Linked DNA regions of Mus musculus: regions 2, 3, 4, 5, 6 and 7 are each linked to region 1. A link is a contact called in public Hi-C, HiChIP or PLAC-seq and promoter capture Hi-C data. All regions are on one chromosome and are shown on one strand. Each heading gives the region's core, a stretch centred on a gene start, on an enhancer-like site or on the middle of the called end of the contact. The rest is flanking DNA. Distances are from core to core; before and after follow the strand shown.

What was found. Promoter capture Hi-C pulls out the DNA fragments that hold promoters and counts their contacts. A called contact is a pair of places that touch in the nucleus more often than the background predicts. HiChIP or PLAC-seq counts read pairs in DNA pulled down with a chosen protein or histone mark.
Region 2: a contact with region 1 is called in a promoter capture Hi-C map of the HPC-7 cell line, with 3 times the contacts expected there. The contact joins the enhancer-like site here to the promoter of Gorasp2 in region 1. A contact is called at or near these places in 8 of 39 promoter capture datasets (the 3T3-L1 cell line, the C10 cell line, the HPC-7 cell line and 3 more) and 9 of 115 datasets of contacts at active chromatin or transcription factors (astrocytes, bone marrow-derived macrophages, differentiating embryonic stem cells and 5 more).
Region 3: an H3K4me3 HiChIP or PLAC-seq map of stem cell-derived neural progenitor cells shows a contact between it and region 1, with 21 read pairs. The contact joins the enhancer-like site here to the promoter of Gorasp2 in region 1. A contact is called at or near these places in 7 of 39 promoter capture datasets (the C10 cell line, embryonic stem cells, hippocampal neurons and 3 more), 3 of 115 datasets of contacts at active chromatin or transcription factors (bone marrow-derived macrophages, large pre-B cells and stem cell-derived neural progenitor cells) and 1 of 9 other capture datasets (pancreatic islet).
Region 4: a promoter capture Hi-C map of embryonic stem cells shows a contact between it and region 1, with 4 times the contacts expected there. The contact joins the promoter of Myo3b here to the promoter of Gorasp2 in region 1. A contact is called at or near these places in 14 of 39 promoter capture datasets (the 3T3-L1 cell line, 3T3-L1-derived adipocytes, the C10 cell line and 7 more), 1 of 484 Hi-C or Micro-C datasets (cortical neurons) and 9 of 115 datasets of contacts at active chromatin or transcription factors (acute myeloid leukemia, astrocytes, embryonic forebrain and 4 more).
Region 5: a Hi-C map of regulatory T cells shows a contact between it and region 1, with 4 times the contacts expected there. The contact joins the enhancer-like site here to the promoter of Gorasp2 in region 1. A contact is called at or near these places in 2 of 39 promoter capture datasets (cranial neural crest and pre-B cells), 1 of 484 Hi-C or Micro-C datasets (regulatory T cells) and 11 of 115 datasets of contacts at active chromatin or transcription factors (T-cell acute lymphoblastic leukemia, bone marrow-derived macrophages, effector CD8 T cells and 5 more).
Region 6: an H3K27ac HiChIP or PLAC-seq map of embryonic stem cells shows a contact between it and region 1, with 6 times the contacts expected there. The contact joins the enhancer-like site here to the promoter of Gorasp2 in region 1. A contact is called at or near these places in 5 of 39 promoter capture datasets (the HPC-7 cell line, hematopoietic stem and progenitor cells, liver and 2 more), 4 of 115 datasets of contacts at active chromatin or transcription factors (embryonic stem cells, large pre-B cells and stem cell-derived neural progenitor cells) and 2 of 9 other capture datasets (adipose tissue and liver).
Region 7: a contact with region 1 is called in an H3K27ac HiChIP or PLAC-seq map of embryonic stem cells, with 7 times the contacts expected there. The contact joins the enhancer-like site here to the promoter of Gorasp2 in region 1. A contact is called at or near these places in 5 of 39 promoter capture datasets (the 3T3-L1 cell line, 3T3-L1-derived adipocytes, embryonic stem cells and 2 more), 1 of 15 datasets of contacts at CTCF or cohesin (embryonic stem cells), 11 of 115 datasets of contacts at active chromatin or transcription factors (the 230-238 cell line, astrocytes, bone marrow-derived macrophages and 5 more) and 1 of 9 other capture datasets (embryonic stem cells).

The regions. Positions count from the first base shown.
Region 1 is chr2:70,659,838-70,662,996 of GRCm38.p6, forward strand. Gorasp2 (golgi reassembly stacking protein 2) reads left to right here and starts at 1,672. Exons shown (of 10, transcript NM_027352.4): 1 at 1,672-1,923. The coding sequence starts at 1,861.
Region 2 is chr2:69,993,544-69,996,702 of GRCm38.p6, forward strand. Ubr3 (ubiquitin protein ligase E3 component n-recognin 3) reads left to right here. Exons shown (of 39, transcript NM_177783.6): 29 at 133-269. Among named protein-coding and RNA genes, the nearest start is that of Myo3b, 44 kb to the right of the region's middle. Within about 2 kb of position 1,423, at least 40 of the 459 cell types and tissues checked have an H3K27ac peak or open chromatin away from gene starts, as enhancers often do. A contact at or near this core is called in the HPC-7 cell line, where this site is marked.
Region 3 is chr2:71,288,838-71,291,996 of GRCm38.p6, forward strand. The region is part of intron 13 of Slc25a12 (solute carrier family 25 (mitochondrial carrier, Aralar), member 12); the gene reads right to left. Among named protein-coding and RNA genes, the nearest start is that of Slc25a12, 77 kb to the right of the region's middle. Within about 2 kb of position 1,439, at least 58 of the 459 cell types and tissues checked have an H3K27ac peak or open chromatin away from gene starts, as enhancers often do. A contact at or near this core is called in embryonic stem cells, hippocampal neurons, stem cell-derived epiblast-like cells and 1 more, where this site is marked.
Region 4 is chr2:70,037,634-70,040,792 of GRCm38.p6, forward strand. Myo3b (myosin IIIB) reads left to right here and starts at 1,493. Exons shown (of 35, transcript NM_177376.4): 1 at 1,493-1,519; 2 at 1,665-1,707. The coding sequence starts at 1,513.
Region 5 is chr2:70,098,181-70,101,339 of GRCm38.p6, forward strand. The region is part of intron 4 of Myo3b (myosin IIIB); the gene reads left to right. Among named protein-coding and RNA genes, the nearest start is that of Myo3b, 61 kb to the left of the region's middle. Within about 2 kb of position 1,496, at least 4 of the 459 cell types and tissues checked have an H3K27ac peak or open chromatin away from gene starts, as enhancers often do. A contact at or near this core is called in regulatory T cells, where this site is marked.
Region 6 is chr2:71,179,377-71,182,535 of GRCm38.p6, forward strand. No RefSeq gene overlaps it. Among named protein-coding and RNA genes, the nearest start is that of Gm39576, 26 kb to the left of the region's middle. Within about 2 kb of position 1,620, at least 9 of the 459 cell types and tissues checked have an H3K27ac peak or open chromatin away from gene starts, as enhancers often do. A contact at or near this core is called in embryonic stem cells, where this site is marked.
Region 7 is chr2:70,147,702-70,150,860 of GRCm38.p6, forward strand. All of the region lies in intron 8 of Myo3b (myosin IIIB), which reads left to right. Among named protein-coding and RNA genes, the nearest start is that of Myo3b, 110 kb to the left of the region's middle. Within about 2 kb of position 1,635, at least 45 of the 459 cell types and tissues checked have an H3K27ac peak or open chromatin away from gene starts, as enhancers often do. A contact at or near this core is called in embryonic basal ganglia, embryonic stem cells, forebrain and 1 more, where this site is marked.

The sequences.
Region 1 (3,159 bases), core at 422-2,921:
TATGTGGAGGAATGCACTAATGTATACTTTATTTTTAAAAAATCATTTTATATGCCTATAGGCTCAGTCTGTCTTCTAACTAGCTCCCTACCTCAGTAATTATCTTCCTTTTCATTAAAAGAAATAGTCTTCTCCTAAATCTAATATTCTAGCAACCATATTCAAGTTTCTCCAATTGCACCAAAAATGCCATTTACAAGCCAGGCACAGTGGCATATCTCAGCTACTCAGAAGGCTGAGGCAGGAGAGTCACTGGGAATCAGGGATTTAAGACTAGTCAGGAGAACACAGCAAGATCCCAGCTCTCTCTCTCTCTCTCTCTCTCTCTCTCTCTCTCTCTCTCTCTCTGTGTGTGTGTGTGTGTGTGTGTGTGTGTGTGTGTGTGTCTACACTGAGGCTGGAAGAGGGTGCTAGATCCCTTCGAGCTGAAGCTATAAGCATTATAGACAGTCTATTGTCGGTGCTGGGATCTGAATTCCCATTGACATGACTGAGCAGCCAACACTTTTAACCCGTAAGCCTCCTTCCTCTTCAGCCCTAGGAATTTTTTCAGATTGGCCTTCTGTTAGCTTTTTGTCAATGACAAAAAAACGACTTAAAGGAGAAAGAAAGATTTGTTTGGCTTGTAGTTTCAGTCCATAGCTGTTGGCTCCATTATTTTGGCAAAGCTGTTCATCTCGGGGCAGCTGTGAGGCAAAGAGAGAAAGTAAGCGGCAGGGTTCTACTCCCTACTTTAAGGACAGACTCCAACTTCCTTCTACAAGGTCCATCCCTTCAAGGTTCCTCCACCTCCACAGGCTAGGGACTATGAAACCTCTGGGCTTCACTCCAGATCCCAATGCAAGCTCTTCCTGGTATTTCTTAGTTTTGTCTATGGGTATCTCTTTCAGTCCAGTCTTCTTAATTTCATATGATTCTGATTCCATATGGCGAACTGGTCAGCTGTCGGGAAGAAAGGTCCCCGTACTGTATTCCCCTGGCTCTTTAGAGCACCACTCATTTGCTCCTCTACCTATCCTTTAAACTAGACTATCTAACTGGTGGCGTGTTGGGTTAACTATGAAAAACCATTTGGGACTAGAATACTTCAGAACCCTTAATAATAGCTCACACTGCAAAACACCAAAGACAGTCAACACCTGGATGGGACACCATTACTGAAAGTCAAACTATAGCATGGGGAGGAGACGGGGCAGGGAACACTGAGAGGGGTGCAGTGGGGCAACAGGCAAAATTCCAAGGAAATCCAACCCCTGCCCCTCGCTCCTGCGTAGCTCCGTAGTGTTCTATCAGGACGAGAAGAAAAACAACAAAACAGTAACCGCTTTTATTTCAGGGAACACTGCTCTTTATAAACGTGAGCTGAGAATACCTGATATTCCAACCCCAGAAAGGCACTGTGAACTATCCTCAGGTATACAATCTTATTAAACAAGACCTAAAACAAAGCAAGCGCCAGGCGTGCTCGGCATCTGCTCCCTTCCTCTCTGGCCTCTGGTCACCAGGAGGCGCTGCGACCAAATACCCTTCTGCGAAGGTAGAAACGCGCCGAGATAAGTCTTGTCTGCTCCGGGGCCCCGTAGCGAGCCGTCGCGTTCCGGGCTGTCTTTCCGCTTTCTCGCGCTCCCTGCCTCCGCCCGCTGCGCTCTTCCGATCGTTCCCTCCGGCTCCCGTCAGGGGGCGCTGTCTGCGGCGTGGCAGCGGCCGTGGCTGCCGGGCGACGATCTCCCGGCGGGCTGTGCGGCCCGGCTCGGGCTGCTGCAAGTGCCACGTCCCAAGAGCTACGCGGAGTCGCCAAGCGGGCGGTGCGCGAGGCGGAGCAGCGCTGAGCCGGCCGGGTCGTACGGATCGCCCGCCGCCATGGGCTCCTCGCAGAGCGTCGAGATCCCGGGCGGCGGCACCGAGGGCTACCACGTTTTGCGGGTAAGGCCCGGGGGGACGCCGGGGCGGCCAGGCCCGAGTCCGCGGAGCACCCTGGGCGCGGCTGCCGGCGACGTGGCCCGGGACCCACCACCCTGGCTCCTGGCCCTCCGCACGGCCTCGCCGCGCACTGGCCTGAGCTTCAGAGTTAGGAAGAGCAAGGGGCGCCGCCTCCAGAAGGAGCCGGAACCCGTACCTGTGTTCTCGGGGAGGGTGACGGAGCCACAGGCTAAGCGGAGATGTCACGACCGGTGTCGGTTCATCTCGGCTACCCCTGGATGCTTGCAAGGGCCACCTGGACAGGGAAAGGAGCACGAACGGCCTCGGGCTAGATTTGACAGACTTAAATTTAGTTGATTTTTGATAGGACTTTTCCGTTCCGGGTCGCTCCTGACCCTTCCAGATCTCTCCAACATTTCCTGGAGGAGAGGAACTTCCGTTCTTCTTTCTAAGATGAAATAGTCGGGGAGATTGAGGTTTAGGTCCGCGGAGGAGAGTTTCCAAAATAGCCAGGCTTGATGAGGAAACGCAGCGCCAGACACCAGGGGTCAAAGACACATCCGCCTGTGAACGGTCCTTTCCTCGTGGAACCAGGAATGTGGTGACACCTGTGTGAGTGCTAACATGGGCTGTGAACAGAGTGGCCTCAGTCTGCATCGCCATTTAGGGACAATCTTCTCTGAGAGTGTGCTTGCTTACCTTCATTTTCTGCCCTGGGTCGCATGTTCTGAATGAGATAACGTTTTAAAATAGCCCAGATACCTGAACGATAGGACTGTGATTGGTCACCTGGTTGTCGGGATTGTGGTTGTCTCTCCATTCCACTCAAAAGAGACTTTTGAAGCCCTTGTTTTTCCAGGGTGTTTCTTCATATGCCATATTACTTTCCTATTTCCTTCAGCTAACCAAACTCCTAAATCCCACACTAATAGGAAACACAGGAGAAAGAACTGCTTCATCCCGGGTTCGTAGGAAAATTAATGGCGATGCTTTTTCATCTGGTCTGATTCTGAGTTGACTCATGTGAGGTGTATTATCCTGTTACTTGCAGATTCTGAGTGTGGCCATGAACCCTTAGGGAGCTGCAGTATTTTTATTATAATAAACACCCAGGGAAACCTAGTAAGACACATTAGTGTTAATGAGTAGGAAAAAAAAATAGTCTTTAGGGTCTTAGATGGATCTTCATGTCAACAGAACTTCAGTTTAATGAGCTCATTCCTATGGAAGACAGTTGAA
Region 2 (3,159 bases), core at 173-2,672, 670 kb before region 1:
AGTTGTTTATGTTACATCTACTTTGATTTAATGTTAATTTTCTAGTGTGTTTATATAATAAATATTTCAGTTTTAAGCTACTACTAAAGAAAAGTAATGTGAGTTTTATATGTATGTTCACTTTTTTTATAGTCAGAAACCAACTTAAGTAAAGAAATGGAATCTGTAATGAAAGATATAAAAAATACCACTCAGAAGAAATACAGAGACTATAGCAAGACCCCAGGCTCACCAGACAACGAGTTTCTCTTTATGTACTCTGTTGCTAGGTAGGTATGTGTAATATATATTAGTATTTCCTTAGTATTAGTTTTTTTTATTGTTTAGTGAATCTTTGTTTTATGTTACCATCTGTTTTTGTGTAAAGAAAGGATATGTATCTTTAATATTTGTTAAAAGTATATCTAGTTTTACAGCCTCCCAGGAAGTTACTTCCTGAAGTTATTTTTAAATTACTTGCTGAACAATTCGGCTGTTGTTGAACATCATGGAACATAAGGGGGAAAGTATATTATTAACACTTGGGGCTGATAAGTCCCTTAAAATATGGCATTTTACGTATGATGAAGTCTTGGCAAGTGCTTATGCTGAGAACTAAAACATAGTGTTACATGCCTTCATTACAAAAATGAAGGCTGCAAGAGAGGAACTTATTTCTTTGAACCAAGTGAGAGCTCTCCTAGTATGTTAAGAAATGCCAGCGAAGGAAGAGAAAGCAAGAAGCCAGGTGCTCTGACCTCTGCTCTGGCTGGCAGGGAAGCCAGATGCTCTGGCCTCTCTGCTCTGGCTGGCAGGGAAGCCAGGTGCTCTGGCCTCTCTGCTCTGGCTGGCAGGGAAGCCAGGTGCTCTGGCCTCTCTGCTCTGGCTGGCAGGGAAGCCAGGTGCTCTGGCCTCTCTGCTCTGGCTGGCAGGGAAGCCAGGTGCTCTGACCTCTCTGCTCTGGCTGGCAGGGAAGCCAGGTGCTCTGGCCTCTGCTCTGGCTGGCAGGGAAGCCAGGTGCTCTGACCTCTCTGCTCTGGCTGGCAGGCTCAGGGAAGCAGCACCTGTTCTCCTCTTTTGAGTTAGGGAGCATTAGCTTAATTTCTGAGTAGCTGGATCATCATCAATGCACACATCTAGGCAGAACTTTTGGAGAATATGTGAAAATGGAGAGCCGTAAAAGAAGGAAACAAGGAAGATAAGATGTAGGTATATACAACTAGACACAAACAAACACATCCTGCTAAAGCCGAAACTCTAGAGCCTCTTATATCCTTGCAAACATACTTCTTATTTTGTTTATATAATATTGTGGTTGGTAAGATCTAGAGAGATGATGGGACTTGAAGTCATCCAGCAACTTACTAGCAGAACTACAGGCTGGACTTGAGAGATCGTTTGAGTCAAGATTCAGTGGTTTTGGTTTTTCAGTTAGTCATCTTTCTTCCTGTCTTGTGTTCACCTCTTTTAGGTTGTGTTCTGTTTTTAATCTCTTTGCCCCACTCCCATAGCAGTGTAATAAAACAGTAAGTGAAAGAGTTTATGTAACCTTTAAAACCCAGGAAATGAATCCAGACTTAGAAGAATTTCAGCAAGCAAGTTAGCGCTCAAGATAAGGAAGCTACCTCACTCTTCAGACTGTAAACATAAATGCTGGACCCAGATTGGTCTAGAAGTGTCTGTGCATTAGAGAACGACGGCCTACTCTGTGGTCCTAGGCTGTTGTTATCCAGAATGCTTTGTTTGTTTGATTTTTAGATGGTGAGGTATATAATTATTATTTTGTTTCTGGGGAGTTACTGATTACTACATACTTATAACTATGCTTATAAAACGAAATTTAATTTAACTTTACTAAGGATCTAGGATCATGCATAGTTTCTGTACAATATGTAATTATTATATAGAAATATTGAATGCAGATAAGCTGTTGTATTTACACACATACTCCTCTCTGTCTCTCTCTGTCTCTGTCTCTCTCTCTCACACACACACACACACATCTCACTTGTATATCATGCCTTCAGTTTCACTAGAGTTGGCATTACTAGGAGGTCCTGAGATCCTGATTGGATGGGAATGATCAATACATGGAATTTTCCTGTAATATGATAAATTAAACAATTTCATTAAGGTAAATTTAGCTGCAATTTAGGTCCTTGTGTTTTGCCTTAAACTATAAGTAACTTATGAAAGAAGGCTATGGTAACAGTAAGATGGACTCAGTGTTCTTCTCTTTTATAGAGAAGCAAGGACAGGGATCAGATGGTAAAGGTGTGGGCAGAGGAACAGGAAGTCACGCTGCCTTCCCCATCCCTCTCTGAACCCTAGTAATAAACTCAGACCGTGAGACAGTGACTATCTGCTTAGAATAATCAAGCATGTGCAGAGTTTCAGTGAGCTTGCAGGCCTCCTGAAGTCTCACTTAGCTGTTGCGAAGAAAACAAATGAAGGCCAAAGTGACTCAAAATTAAAATCTGAATGAAGGAAAAAGGGTTTTATCATACTGAGCAGAACATAATGGCAAGGCTTTTATTTTCCTCTAACATGCAGCTTGTTTCAGTATTTTATTTAAATATTTAAGTCCTATGAAATATGTCAGTAACTACCTTTCAGAGAAAATATTTCTGAAACTATTAACTATTTATGAAAGAAGTTGCAGTCAAAAGTTATTCAAGTAAGTATTTATGAAATAAGTTGTAATTCAAGCTTACTTTAAATTACTTCATTTTTAATTCTTTGTGATTCCCAGAACTTGAAGATATATTTATATTTGGCATTTTATTATGACATAGCTCTAGTTTTGAGTTCAATTACTCCTTGCTGTGTAAGTAATTTTGTTTGTTCATTAGGGAGCATAAGACTTGATATTTGGGAAGAGAGTATTTCTTTTGATGGCTGGAGAACTCAGTATTTTGATGGAAAGGGTGCATGTCTTTGTTTTTAATTTGATTTATATGAGGACCCTTTTGGAAAAAAGTTGTTTTTTTTTTTTTTTTGAAAGCAACAGAAGGGAAATTTTTGGAATGTATTTTTGAAAATTAATTCTCAAATTAACCATACCAACTTTATATGTTTCAAGCTATTCTGAAATTTTTGTTCTGTTGCAAATATTAGTCATAAAAATGGACTATGAAGAGATTACACTGGGTAAGGCTTCCTTTAATATTAACTCATTAC
Region 3 (3,159 bases), core at 189-2,688, 630 kb after region 1:
AATTAGTGTCTATGGAGGAGTTTATTAATGAATGGCCACCTAGGGTATAGGGGTGAGGTGGGAAGACAGAAGGTGATAGCTAACAAGTATCTGTGTGTGTATGCGTGAGTGAGTGCGTGTGTGTGTGTGTGTGTGTGTGTGTGTGTGTTGGTGCTGGTGTGCACAGTGATGAGATTTGCTAACACTGATTCTGATGCTGGTGGTCTGTACTCTGTGGATATACTAAGAGCTACAGAATCGAACACATACAATATAGCATTAGAGGGTGACTTTGGGATCAGTAAAGCTACTATCCTTTTAGGGCCAGGGGCACAGCTCTGGTAGGGCACACACCCTGTAGGCACGAGGTCCTGAGTTTGATCCTCAAAATCAACCACGACATTTGCCTGAAAAATCCAGAGGACAAATGCTGAGAGGAAAGTCAACAGATGAAATAAAGAACAGGCGCGTGTTCCCGCAGGGGGAGGGTGGATATGGAGAGGCGCCTTGGATCTTGTCTTTGCCAGTTGTTGCAGATGAGATCACAATGCGGTCACTCTTTAGGATTAATGAGATAATCTCTACAAAATGTACAGTTGAGGACCGAAAGTCTCTATTGCTTGAAGCAGCATGTTAATTAGGCTGGATGGTAGACATGTGGATGTTCCCCGTATATTACTTTTTATCGATAAAGAACATAGGGTTTTTTTTTTTTATGTTGTTTTGGTTGGTTTGGGTTTTGTTGTTGTTGTTTGCATGTAGCTTTTTTGTTTTGTGAGGCAGGGTCTCACACTGTAACCCTGACTGGCCTTGAACTGGAAGTGATCCTCCTGTCTCTGCCTCCAGAGACCTGGGATTGGTAGAAGCTACCACACGCAGCCTTACCACACAAGTTTGAAAACTGACTGTGGTGTGCCTGCAAGAAGGCTCAGTGGGTAACGAAGCTGCAGGCAGGCCTGGTGACCTGACTGTAAGCCCTGAGACCCACATGGTGGAAGGTGAGAACTGGCAAACTGTCATCTCTGTGGCTGCGCTCTCTCTCTCTCTCTCACACACACACACACACACACACATCAGATCACATACATATCAAATGTATATCAAAAAAACCCAAACCTTAAGGTAAACTGATCATAGTGCCAAGAAGGCAGCTTGTGATGACTGCATGCTTCGGTATGTTGAGTCTTGATCGGAGCCCTTACATAACACACACACACCGATTAAAAACAGAAAAAGACCATCGAGGCATGGAGGCTCCTCCCATCCTTGCATCCAGAAGGGAGAGGCAGGTGGATCTCTAGGAGCTAGAGGGCAGCCTGGTCTATATAAAGAGTTCCAGGCCAGCCAGGGCTGCAAGCTGAGGCCCTATCTCAAAACAAAAGCCAAGGAAAGCAGAGCAGCAGAACACAGGCTGCAGATCTGGAATCTCCACTGTTCTCATGGCAACAGCATTCCCTCCCAGCTACAAGAAGCTTGGCCTGGGCGCTCACTAATCCCTTTGCTGGGAAGAGCTTCCAGCTCAGTTAGGGCCTTCCTTGCTGGCTAACCTAGTAAGCTTTAACACTGGGCGCTGGGGAAGAGCAATGTGATTTGCTCAGCCATGCTAGCCCAGCACTCAGCTAACTGCCCTGAAGGACACTATACATCCGGTCTGATCAGTACCAATAGGGGCGTGGACTCATTTTCAAAGCCCAGTGAAATTGCTTTCCACACTGTTGATTGGCTTCACTCAAGGAAGAGTTTGTCCTCTGTCCCACGGTGCCTGCTGGTCTAGAAACAGAGGCCTGGCCACTCATCTAAGACTTTATTCTCTGGTTTAGTTAACTGACTTTTGAGAGAAGTGCTAGGCTAGGCTTTAACAATCATCTACCCTGTGGTATGACGGCTCATCAACAGAAAAAAAAAAAAAAAAAAAAAGAGCTTTGTAAGTGGTATAAGCCTGTAATCCTGGTCTCCAGGAGGCTAAAGAAGTAGCATCATGAGGTTAAGGCCAGCCTGGGCTACAGAGTAAGACTGTCAGAAAAAAAAGAAAAGATAAAAATGCCACTGCCACATTTTCTTTCCTCTTTGCCCAGAGTTCAACATCGCTATTTCTCCTACTATCAGCCAATCAAAAATCGGCCATTAATCATCCATAAGTAAAACATGATTAAGGGATAAATTCAGTGTTAGCCAAACCCTCAGGACATCTTAGACTTCACCTATAAACAAGAATCCACACCTAGAAAGAGCAAAGGAATCCAGTTTCTGATTCTTGCTTAACCACTTAGGTCACAGGTCAGATAAGAGAACAGGCCAGTTTATGACCAAAATCCTCTACACAGCACAGAAATAATTAGCTGTTTGGAAAACAAAATGTACAACCTTCTTGTTTCTTTTTCTTTTCCCAGATAAGGCCTCATTTAGCCCGGGCTAGCCTCAAACCCAGATGTAGCCAAAGATGACCCTGAAATTCTGATTCTCCTAGGTTAGCCACCCTGGTCTGGGAGTCACAGGCACGCATTACAATCCTCTCCACGACAAAAGATGCTCAGCTTTCAGGAGATCACAGGTATGCATATGCTGTGGTCAGCATGAGTTAGGAAGCTTCCTAGCCAAATGGAAACTAAAACCACCAATATATTTCTCGTTTACACAAAAGTGAAACAATCACAGCATCTAGTTACAATATGAGAGAGGAGTAGACTTTTGTAGACACATGTAAGCAAGGGCTTTACTTCTGTCTATCATTTATCATTCATAAAAAATAAATTGAGCCAAATAAGTCTCCTCCATGAGAAAGCACACCCACCCATGATGTACAAGCAAACACACAAGCCTGGCCTTCCCCCCACACAAGGCAAGGGTCCAGCTGACACGCATCATGACAGAGAAGCCTGGAGCAATTGCTCCTCTGACCCCAGGGACATCTTCTCTGAATTAAAACTTCTCAGGTCATTGACCTCATCGTCTCAGGCTCCATAAGCAAGTGAGAAGGTTTTTGTGAAGACCTCCAGCTAATCCAACTAGAAATCATTAACGTTTTCAGGACCAAAATGGACTACGAAAGCCTCAGGCAAACCACTTTATCAACTGTGAAACAGATATTGCTCGGAACATTTGCTGAGCTGCAAGCTTAGATGTGTCAGCCAGTCTAAATCCAATGTAATGCTTACACCTTAAAAACAGAAGCCTCCGAGC
Region 4 (3,159 bases), core at 243-2,742, 620 kb before region 1:
TTACAGAAAAGATGGGAAGAGAGGAAACACGGACCACACAGGAAACAGAGCAGCAACCAGAGGATGGGGACCAGAGGAACTTCAGGTCCTGGGAAAATGGAACAGACATAGGAAGAGGAAGTTGACTGGTTCCACTAAGGATCAAGATGGATAATATTATGGTCATGATTACTATGGCAACATGGGATATGAATAGGCTCCATAATATATAACATATATCATAACATAATATATGTTAACAAAGTGTGCTAATGAAATAATGTCAGCCATACTACTGGCTGCAAGTTCCAGCTTTCTCTATACTTCTAGAACCTGCCTCAAAGGGTCCCTAAAGGGCTAGCACTTGCTGGCTGTAGCTCTTCTCAGAGGTTAGGTAAAGCTCTGTGGTACCTACCTTAAGAATATCAGAAATAATAATAATAACAATAATAATGATGATGATGATAATAATAATAATAATAAATTAGCAAGGTCTAGAGGATTGTGCCAGTAATCCCAGTACTTGGGATTACTGAGCCAGGAGGACTGACCACAAATTCAAGGCCAGTATGGGGCACCTAGTGCCCTTGTTACAGAACAGGACCCTGTGATAAGTAAAACAACCCCCCAGTCTTTGGTTCACCCAGTGCTAGGCGGAGGCTGTCTTTTGCAGTGGATGCCTTAGAATTCCCCATTTGTTGTTCAGACACCCAGGGCTTAGTAAGGAATATGAATATCTCTGTTAGAATCACTGCCTGAGTTCTGTTTCCAAATAGACTCTTAACTCAGAAATATGATTTCAAGAAAGACCCAAGCTGAACGAAACCCAGGGATGCCCTTAGTCACGACAGACAGGGCCATGAAGATAGCTGGCTTGGATTCTGGCTTTGGACATAAATGATGAATGTTGGATATGAATTCCTGGAGGTGAGTTTGTATTCTCAAGAGAAACCTGGGCTGCTAAGCCACGAGCAGGCCACCAACATAGGTGCTTAGCTTATGACTAGGACTCTCTGTCTGGAGACATTTCAGGCCTCCCCCACCCCCTTCTTCTCAGTTCCAGTGACAGCACAGAGAGGGGCTTCATAGATACCCATTGCGTGAAGGATATGTGGGCAAACCCACAGGGTTTGTTGAGCAATTGCACTTACAACAGTAAATGCTTTTGAAAATAAGCTTTCCCAGGAACTGAGCCAATAGCACAGGGAGGGGCATTGATGGATGCCCCAACATCCATAGCAGGTCAAGCAGGTACAAGTGGCCCCTTGGGATCTTTGGGACTCTAACGCCTGGTTCCCATCCAGAGTTGGTGCTTGTTGTAGCGCCTCAGCTTCAGCACAGAGCCTGGGCCTCCTCCCTCTGAGCTCCCTTAGGAAGGACCCGCTAACATTCTCTCCCTCTTTACCAGGCCTCCTGCTTCCCAGCGGCCTCAAGTTCTGGCGACTTATTCATTATTCATCTCTTTTCATCCTCGTGCTTGGGAGCAGGGCTTCCCTGCCCTGGGTTTAGTCCCATCTCTGGGCCGCTTGAACAATGGCAGGTAAGGCACTTCCTGCTCTGGCCAGGAATGGAATGAAAACGAATGCCAGACCCTGGTGTCCCGGGAGACCCCAGTGGGTTGACACCAGTCAAGGGCTCCGGTGTCAGGTGTCTGTCCTGATGCTGCTTTTGTTTGTCCCCTGCAGCAGCCTCGGAGGTGAGCGGTGAGCACACAGGAGACAAAACCGGGTAAGAAAGAATGGCTAACTCTTCCTTCCTGCACTCGGGAGAACCAGGCTGAAGCCATCAGATGTGCAGGGCACAGGGGAGCCTTTCTGCTTTTGCTTTATTTGTTTTTATCCTAAAGAAATTTCACACACACACACACACACACACACACACACACACACGCAGACCAAAATCATGTCAACTATTAAAATTAAGAGTTAAAATTAGTGAGGTTCAGTATATTTGATTTAAATGTGATTGAAAATGACTCCCTGTGTATTTAGCCCCCCCCCTTTTTATTTGATGCGTTCTTGTTTAAAAAAAAATTAAGCAACAGCTAGGAATTTTAATGCAATTCCATGTGAGTACTAAGCCTGTAAAATCATTTGCCATCTAACTAGATTTCTGGGTAAACAGTTTGTTCTTTACCCCTAACCGCCCATGTGTGTGTGTGTGTGTGTGTGTGTGTGTGTGTGTGTGTGTGTGTGTTGGCGCGCATGCATAGGGGAAAATGAAACACTGGGGATTGAACCCAGGGTCTTGTGACTGCTAGGCAAGTGCTCTTCTTGACACTAACCTCCCAGTCCCTTTTCTATCAGATCTCGTTGAGACAGATCTATGTGGCTCAGGCTAGCAAGGAACTTACTATATAGTTCAGGCTGGTCTCAAACCTTCCACCCTCTGCTTCTGCCTCCCAAGGGCTGGTGTGTTCCGTAATGGCTCAGCCCTGCTGCTGTCAGACTCAGAAATTTCCAAGTTTCTGTTCTTCAAGGCTGTTTGCAATCATCCTCCCTGAGTGATACTGAGAGGCCGTGTTCAAGAGAGCCACAGTCAAACCTCTGCTGAGCTCGACTCCTGTTGCTTAGACCTTGGGCGCTCATGCGCTTCTCTGGGTGCTCAGATGAGATAATGCAGAGTTTTGCTCTGTAGCACAAAATGTTTGGCCTGCAATGAGTCCCATGACATATCCCAAGCATAGGGAAAGGATGGAAGTCTCCTTTCTGATTGCTATAGGCTATATAGCACCCATCCCCACCTTCCCCACTTCCTGTTCCACCAAGGCCGAGGAACAACAGGCTTGTGGAGGGTGGGTCACATCTTTAAGATGGTCATGGTGAGAGCGCTGTTAGGGTAGTGAAGGGAGAGACCTGTGGATCTCCTTATTCTTATTATAATATCTGCTTTTGGGTGGCCTTATGACATTATGCTGGCTACAGTCATCCCCAGAAGAAAGAAGATGAGGGAGGGCGTCTTCATGCCACGTAGTCGGGAAGCTTCTTAAAATTAATTAATTAATAATAATAATAATAAATATTTTTTATTCTTTGAAAATCCCATGCCTTTATACAATGTATGCTTACCACATTCCTCTACCACTACTCCCTTCTGAGCCCCCATGTCTCTTCCAGTGCCACGCCCTTTTTCTTTTGTTATCAATAACTCCCAAGTCCAATTAATGGTGTGTGGCCATCC
Region 5 (3,159 bases), core at 246-2,745, 560 kb before region 1:
GGTGACTTATCCTTCAGTATGTAACATGCTGACATTTACCATTTTGATGGTGGTTTTGCCAAAGCTGGTAGCATGGAATGCCACCTTCTATGTCCCAGCATGGGTTGTTTATAGCAAGCTGCTGGGTAGCTGGATGTGACCAGTGCCTCCACAAGTCTCCCAGAAACACAAGGATAGACTTCTAACAGTGGTAGAAGTGCTCAGCTCTCTTTAGCTTCAGTCTCTTGGCATTCCACGGATGGTCAGAGGGCCAGGGAGGAGAGCAGCATGCTCCCGTGACCATGGCACACTTGGACTATGTGTGCCAGTCAGCTTTCTGTTACTATAACAAAATGCTCGAGGTAAACCAATTTTAAAAAGGAAATGCCTCTTTGGCTCGTGGTTTTCAATCCTCTGATCAGTTGGCTTCGGGGTGCAAGTGAAGAGGTAGTGTACATCATTATGGGCACAGACCAAAGAGGAAGTGGTCCACCTCATGGTGGCTTGGAAGCAAAATGGGGAGCAAAAAAAGAGACCAGCATCCAACCCCCCCCCCCCCCACTGATGACTTGACTTCCTCCCACCGGGCCTTACACACTAAAAGGGTCACTGCCTCCCAATAGCACCATGTGCTGGTGGTCAGCCTGTTAGCACACGATCTTTGGGGACACTAAGCAGGATGGCACCACCCCAGCCTACTCACAGGACAGATGACAGCAGGCCATGGTGTACCCCCACAGTTCTCTCCATCTGTGGCTTTTAAAGGTCTGCCTTTTGAGACTCCCAGTCACTATAATTATGGTGTATGTAGTGTTGTTCTCCCTGCCCTTTGCGTTGAGATCATTTATGTTGCCTCCGCTCTTGGCCTGCTGGATGTGATGAAAGGACCAGAGAGGAGCTATTTCATGGAGCAATTTTAGAGGATAGAAAAAGGTTATTAATAAGCTCCTCAAATCACCACAGCTCTGAAAACAAAAGCAAATAAAAATGTCAGCTCTGAAATTCATTACCAATTTGTTAGTCAAAAGCAAACAAAACTCCCTTCATGGTAGACACCTATACATCAGGAAGGCATGGAGCGAGAATACTCCATGATGTGTGGGGCAGGGTGCATTTGTTTTAAGTCAGTATTAAATTAAAAAAAAATCTGTAAGTCCCATTGTCTCTTACCCAAATAAGACATGATAAGGAATTAGATCTTTGAGAGCAGCACAGCACTTGGAAATGGCATCTAATGCCACTAAGGCACACTTTCTTTTTCTCCTTTTAGGACAAAAACCTTGATAGGTAGAGACTAATCATTTCAGCATGAACCAAATGCTCAACTTTTGAAAAACCATTTAGAGTACCATGAAAAAGGCTGCAAAGAAAAAAAAATCAAAGTAAAAAAAAAAAAACCTTTGCTTTTAAATTAAGTTAAATAATTGGCTTTAAAAATGATCTCTTCCTCTGCCCTGTCTAGAGATCAAAGTACAAGTTCAGAGCCAAAGCAAGAGAGGAAGAAGAAAGGAAGGGAGGGGGAGCGAGAGTGAAGGCTGAGAGTGCCTACATTCTAGTTAGCTCTTGCTTTTATTCAGGCCCTAGAAGTCCAGTCTAGTCCCAAACACCACCGGAAGTGTTAAGTAGCAAGCCACTTTTACACACTGACACTGCGGCATGAGTTGAGTTTATACAATTGAGGTTCTAGTGGGGGGCGGGGGGTTGGTGGGATGGCGTATGTCCTAAGTGCTAAATGCTGTAACAGCGCTGGAGAGTCTAGAATGCAATGAAGGAAGACAGCAAATGTCTGACAGGACAAGGGAAGAGCTTTTGAAAGGCAGAGCAGCATCTATAGGCTCATGCTAGCTGTGTTCAGCACAAGAGAATTAAGAAACGGCTGGCTGGAGTAATCCTTCCCACCAGTCACCACACTGACAATGGAGCTGGGAGCCTCCAGTCCAAACACGTCTCAGCCACTGAGCATCTATCTCCCTTCTGGAAATGCTCCTGGGTCCCAAGGGGCATGGCTTTCATTTGTGTAGTTCTAAGTCAGAAACACAACTTGGTGTTCAGTAAAATCAAGATTATCTGTCTCAACTTACGTGGAAAACTGAGCTGTTTTGGGCTACCAAGAGGCAGACACGATGCTATGACATCTTTATGCTCTTGAAGAACCTTACAGCCTTGGAAGACTGATCACAAGGCACTGCAGAGAAATTCCCCTTAATTCTGCTATCTCACGGAGTCAAATCAACACCGTGGTATAGGAGAGACTTGACAGTTGGAGCTGAGGCTTAGAACAGAGGTCTGGCGACCGTGTTGCCTGGACCATTTTGTAAGAACTCAGAGGAAAGTGGATGGCTTACTGAGCGAGGAACATTTTATTGCTTGAAGTTATGACTGTCCTGACAAACGCACACGCTGTGATTGAGTCAATATTCAGTGAGGTTTTGAAAATGAGACAGGGAAGGCAAATGACATTTTTCTGTTTTTCTTAGTTTGCAGCAAAATGCTCATTAAATTCTAGGTGCATCCGGCTGCTTTGTTTCCTGAAGGGATAGGGAGGAACCGTGGGCTGGAGAGACACCTCAGTATTTGAAACTGATGGCTGGCAGAACGTGTGGGAAGGGCAGGCTTTCGTGCTAACCCTCAGGGCTTGGGCAGGAGACTCAGGTGCCTTTGACAACTCTAAGGGTTATTTGACACAGTTGAATATTATTTTTTTTGTTTTATTTTTAAAAGGCTCAGCCCATTTCACTGCACATTGACTCTTGTAAGTATATACCTTTCATATCTAAGTTACCACAGTCTTTTTCTGTACCCCACAGGCTGCCCTTTTAAAACCTTGCTAGTAGGCTTATCAACAACACAGGACAGCTTCCCTTTGAGGTATCCTGAACAGTTTAATTACATTTCTGTGAATTCTGGAAAGTCAGACAGCTCTTAACTCTGACATTTACTGAACAAAAGGCACCAGCTGAGTAAGACCTCTTTGGGTTTTGTTTTGTTTTTCTAAATTCACAGCTGAGTTTTGATCCCACTGACAAATAGCTACCTTTAATCCCTTCCTAAGTTCTGAAGTGATGAAGAAAGCTTCCAAATTTGCTTCTTTAATGAAACATGCTGAAGATGTCCTTGTCAAACAGTTGGTCGGGAAGGGAAGAAACTCCCAAGAGTCTTCAGGGGGAAATTTCTAGCATC
Region 6 (3,159 bases), core at 370-2,869, 520 kb after region 1:
GTGCTCTGTATGTTCTGTATGAGGCTTGTTAATCTTAAGAAATTCCACAAAGCTTTATTTAGGACCTATCAAGTTAAAGGTCCATCTGGACTGTTATGTCTAAAATGGCTTGAGTTAGAACTGACCACCAAGTAGCACTTCTTGTACCTGTGTGTGAACTCATTGTGGCTTCTTTCCTTTTTCAGCCTATCCTGAGAAGTGTTTGTGGTCATAGTTCTCAACCTTTCTAAGGCTGCCGCCGCCCTTTAATACAGTTCTTCATGTTGTAGTGACCCCCCACCATAACATTATTTCATTGCTACTTCACAACTGTAATTTTGATACTGTTGTGAATCATAATGTAAATATGTGATATTCAGGATATCTGAGATGCTACCCTGTAAAAGGGCATTCAACGCCCAAAGGGGTGGAGACTCACAGGTGAGAACCACTGGTCTAAAACAAAGTTCTTATGGTCGACTTCAGTGTTGTCTCCTGCATGCGAACCCTCGTTGATTAATACTTCACTTCATTTAATGTTCAGGATACTCACATTCCTGCTGACCCAATGCTCTGAGGGAGGAAGCAATGGCGTCATGCAGCCTTCATCTCTCCAGCCCTCCTGCTTTCTGGTATGGCCCTATTTCCGTAAATGTTTAAGCTTGGGAGGAGACGCTGAAGGCGACAGGCTAACTGTGCGGGTGGTATGGGCATAGCTTCCTCTCCTGCTCCTTCCCTATCTTCTTTCTCCTCTAGCGTCTGTGTTTTCTTGTTTTTCTGCAAACATGTTACGTGAAGTCTTGAGATGCATCAGAGGGTAAAGGCACTTGCAGACAGCCTGAGTTCAGTCCGCAGAACGAACAGATTGAACGTGACAGAAGAAAAGAACCAGATTTGCACACAGTGTCCCCTGACCCCCAAAAGGCCCTCATACACACACACACACACACACACACACACACGGGCACATGCAAAAGACATAAATACAATATATCTCTTTCCAGTGCTCTGTCATTGGAATATATTTTCAATCCAAGACTACTTAAATTTTTTATTAGCTTGTTCATTATCTTTTAGAAATAGGAATTTATGCATCCTAAGATGGCCTCAAATTCCCTATGTACCTGAGGCTAACTCTAACCTTTCTCATCCCCCTGCCTCCACCATCTTAAGTTGTTAGACCATGCTTGTTTCGTGCACGTCACCTCCCTAAGACCATTTTCAAAAGCTGTTTAAAAGAAAAAAAGGAAAGGTAAAATTCACATGCAAGAAAACCAGTGAAAAAAAGGTCTGGCTTGTGTCCAACATAAACTGAGCTCCTCAACAACTGCTGCAGGACGGGGCCTGATTGACCTTGGCTCAGTCTTCTGCCCCATCACATCTGGGCTCAGGCGTTTGGTGAGTTCAAAGGGAGGGAAGGGAGTGGCAGGTCTGAGGCTTGGCCAAAGTCAGTATGATTAGACCACCTGTGTCTGCTCATGGGCCTCCTTTTCCAGGATGTTCCAAGAGAATGACTTTCAGGCCCGGGGGGGGGGGGGGGGAATCCTGCTTTGTGGGAAATTCCACACTTCTCAAAGACAGAAGGATTTGTAAGCCATTTTAGTAATGGAGACTGGGAACCCACACAGGCATTGGCTGGAAAGAATGCTGCATACTTTTGACAATCCCTGAGCTTTTCCAGATGAGAACGCTAAGGGTGAGGGGCAGGCAGAGCTGGGGGAGGGGAGGGCACACCTGGGAGGTCCCAAGGATTTCACTGCAGCATGTCAGAACCATAACGCAACTTGGTCAAATTTCCTGGGTCCGGGGTTGGATGGTTTCTGAGTTCGCAGGACCAGAGTCAATCAGCAGACTCCGTGAGCGCTCCCTGAGGTTGGAAAGTATCTCTTGATAATACTTAACGGAACGCTTCCCTCGTTCGCTAGATTTTGGGTTTCGCTACCTTTCTGAGGAGCTGCGGTTCTTTCTAAGAAGCCATCAGGTCCTGTCCCTGCTCCACAGATCTCAAGGTAAACCTTTCTCCAGACCGTGACTGACTCGAGGTCAGCGGTGACTCTGATCTTCCTACATCCTTAGGCCGTGGGGATGATGATAAAAAAGAACGAAATGAAATCTGGATTCAAGAGTGATTTTCCAGAGAGGCAACTCTATCTTACAGAATCCATCACCAAAATGCAAGGTCTCAAGGCAGATTCAGTTCAAAGGATCTGAACAAACGTCTTCCAAACACTGAAATCTACGGAGGGCACGTGCCCTCTGACCTTCCTGGAGATCATAGGCACTTAATAGTTGCTAGCCAGGGAGGAGTCACAGTCCTCACTGGGAAAGCTCTCGCTCAAGCAAATAATCTACCACCCAAGTTCATACAGGTGACTTAATAAAATGCAATGCGGGGAGGGGCGGGAGGTGGGGGAGAAAAGGAAAAGAGGACGGCAGGGGATAGAATCGAAGTACTTTTTATTTGTAGGGCTAAGAAAGAATAAATAAAAATGTTTATAGAATGGATAAAATATTTTAGAGATGGGTTCTATTTACATAGGTCTCCAATATGTAACCCCTCTCTCAGCAAGATGAACGTGATACATTATTCTTTTAACAATGGTGCTTTTGACATTGCATCTTCTGGTACCCACGCTCGGATGCTTCTGATGAGGATAACTAACTTACAGCGATTGGCAGCATTTCCTTGGCTGAGACTAATCTATAGGTTTATGAGGGGGAAGGGGGAAAAGGTTAAAAGCAATTAGACTGAGGTGAGCTTGTAAAACAATCAATTAAAGACCTGAAGGGGGCGGAGGACACGCGCAGTTCTCTGCCAGGGCAAACTCACTTTGTGATGAATGTCCTGACCTATAACATTAATTTCCAGGGTGCTGAACCAATCAGACCGAGGCTTTGCCTGACTGTTCCCGCTTAAGACTATTTTAAAGCACAAAGTGAGACTTGACTTAAGATTAACCTTTCTGAAATAAATAGTTCTGACTTTTTGCTGGGGGAATGGAAGAGTTAGCTGCTGTCATACAGATGTATTTTCTCACAAAATGTACAATTATGATTCTTTAACATTTTGAAAAGAGAAGATCAAGGCAATTTGCTTTTAAAACCACAAAAGTTTGATATTTAGCTTCAGGTTAAACTTTAAGAGTTTAGTGTTCTCATCATCTGCAGTTTGGATGTGTC
Region 7 (3,159 bases), core at 385-2,884, 510 kb before region 1:
AAAAATATAGAGCAGAAGCAAACGGCCCAGTGCCTCTGCGTATAGCTACAGCACACGCAATTATAGTGGATGTGGGTCTTTAAATATTCTGTCCTTTATGCTTCTCTTTAATGGTAGAAGTTTGTAAACTTCACTAAATCTAAGCTGCTGTCCTCTCTGCAGTAACCGAGTGGCTTTGGCTTGCCTCTCTGCAGTGCTGTATTTTTCCATGCTGCCAGTGACATTTCTCAGAAGGGATCATTCATAGATCACTCATGAATCTTGTGCTACAGAGTGATATTCAAGCTAGACAAATAAGTAGAGTGCTGTTGTGGGTCTCCCACCAGTCTACACTGCCACCCAGGGAGGCTTACAGCCATGATGGGTTGTCTGGAAACCAACATGGGGTCAAATCACAAGTGAATTAATTCCAGCATGGCCCATTGAAGTGGCACACAAACGGGTCATTTAGAGCACTTTGCAGCAACGTGACTGGACCTGCTATTCATAGGCCACTTCTTCAAAAAACCCAAAATGTACTAAGTCAGGTGTCATGAGGCCCTAAAGAGCAATTCTGCAAAATTTGTATGCTTACTGACAGTCCAAGAGCTCCCAAAGTAGAGTTTGGTAAACGAGAAAACATGAAATATAATATGTCAAACCCTGGGGCTTAAGAATCCTGCCATCTAAATTATACAGTTAGGTGTTATAACTAGGCTGTAAATTTGTGGTCAAGCACATTTTGACCAATTAGTGGAAGCACAAAAGTAAATCCTTACATCTTTATTAGAGCCAGGAATGATGGCTGCCATAGAGGCAGGTGGAAACACTGAAAATTCAGTCCTCACAGGTAGACAGAAAGCCTGTCCAGTACAACCAGTTACCGTTCTTGTAAACATAATCCTTTGATCTCTACTCCCATTGGGAGATTCGATATTCTACCTAAATGTCACCAGCAGCAAAGGAATCAGGGCCCCGTGGGGCTGAAGGACACTTTTTATTTTGCAGTTTATTCTCTGACTTAGATTATTATTCTCACTTCTGGTTTCAATATATTCCAGGCTAAAGGAGCAGGGATTATTTAGTGAGCTCCCCTCCCCCAGGTGTGGGCTCTTGTATGGACTATTGGTGAATGGGCCCCAATCATGAATGTTATCATTCAGATCCAATTGGTCAGTTGGCTGGCTCTGTTTTACTTTAGTGGAAAATGACAAGGTCAGTGTTGGGAGACTGTCGTCAAATTGCTGCAGCACTAGGGCTTCCAGGACACCTCTCCCTTCCCCTCCTCCCACCCCTCCCCCCCTCAGCAAGTGAGCGTGAGAAAGGTGGAATGTGAACTTCGGGGCTCCAGCTGCACCTCCAAGCCAGGTTTGAAGGACTCAGGCTCTTGTCTAGAGGTTGTGACTATTCATTAACTCATCGCTCCGTGTCCTCGGAGTGTAATGCAGGCTTTCCCAAGAAACTGGACCATCTTGGTGTCTTTCACTAACCACAGCTGTGGCCGTCTCATAGGCCATACTAAAAATCACTGGATCAAAAGCCACGAATTGCTGGTTTTCCAAGAATCTTGAAGTTTGCAAACTGTAAAATGGCGGGGAGTGGCTCGGGAGATCACACCGGGCGCTTTGCTGCCTTTGCAAATGAAAGGAGGTCAGAGGGAAAGCTGCCCTTTAAGAATGGCTGTTGTATGCTGATTATGGGGTGGATCCCTGGATATGGCAGTCTCTACATGGTCCATCCTTTAGGGATCCACCCCATAATCAGCATCCAAACGCTGACACCATTGCATACACTAGCAAGATTTTATTGAAAGGACCCAGATGTAGCTGTCTCTTGTGAGACTATGCCGGGGCCTAGCAAACACAGAAGTGGATGCTCACAGTCAGCTAATGGATGGATCATAGGGCTCCCAATGGAGGAGCTAGAGAAAGTAGCCAAGGAGCTAAAGGGATCTGCAACCCTATAGGTGGAACAACATTATGAACTAACCAGTACCCCGGAGCTCTTGACTCTAGCTGCATATATATCAAAAGATGGCCTAGTCGGCCATCACTGGAAAGAGAGGCCCATTGGATTTGCAAACTTTATATGCCCCAGTACAGGGGAACACCAGGGCCAAAAAGGGGGAGTGGGTGGGCAGGGGAGTGGGGGTGGGTGGATATGGGGGACTTTTGGTATAGCATTGGAAATGTAAATGAGTTAAATACCTAATAAAAAATGGAAAAAAAAAACAGAAAAAAAAAAAAAAAAGAATGGCTGTTGTAGGAAGCCTCTTTGGGGCTGGCAATTTAAATATAATTGTGTTGGGGGACTAGAAATTTCTTCTTCTCATGTAAACTGAAAATTAAAACTCAATAAAGTAAATATTGCCCCGGAGTATTTTCCAGAGACTAAAAGCTTTGGGGGGGGGGGGGTCCCACCATCAACAGTTAGCTGTAGTGATCAGCTGCTTTCTAAGCAGAATGGATCCACAAATATTCTACAGTCTGCTGCCCCTCCCCCAGACGCCAGCATTCTAGGTAAAATGTATTCCAGAAGAAAATTTCCTGGTATGTCTAATACAAGCTAACTTTTCTCTATATTAGCGTTTTCAAATTATGTTTGTATCTAGAATAGGTTAAGAGAGAGGCATTTTCAATCCCCATTTATCTCTGTAATTATTCCAAGTCCCCGAGAGTTCTCAAATGGTTTATTAGCTAGATTTGGAGAGAATAACTGCAGTATTAAGCTTTTTTTTTTTTTTTTTTTTTTGCTCCATAGTGGGCTTCCAGTGCACAGAGCATTACAATTATTTGGAGACAATCTGTAGTCTTGGAGACAAAATGGCAGTAGTGACATCAGCAGCAATTATGTGTAATTTTTACCCGCAGTTTATCACCAAGGTAACCAGAGTAGGTTTCCCTGCTTGCAATTTTAAGAATGTCATCGTCCTAAATGCAGCCAGGATGTAGGAACAGATTATGCTCAGAATCCCTTCTCCTCTCCATCCCATTTCCCTTACGCAACAGCCCTTTGGAATCCAGATAGCGCAGATCTATTTTTTGCAACAGCTTTGGTTTTTTGAAGCTATTAAGAATGATTTCAAATGCCCTCAGTATGAAAGTGAAAGAGTATTTGTCATAGTGTTTAGATTGTGTGATGCTCCTTCTTGGTAGACTCTCTTCTTTGCTTTGAGCAGCA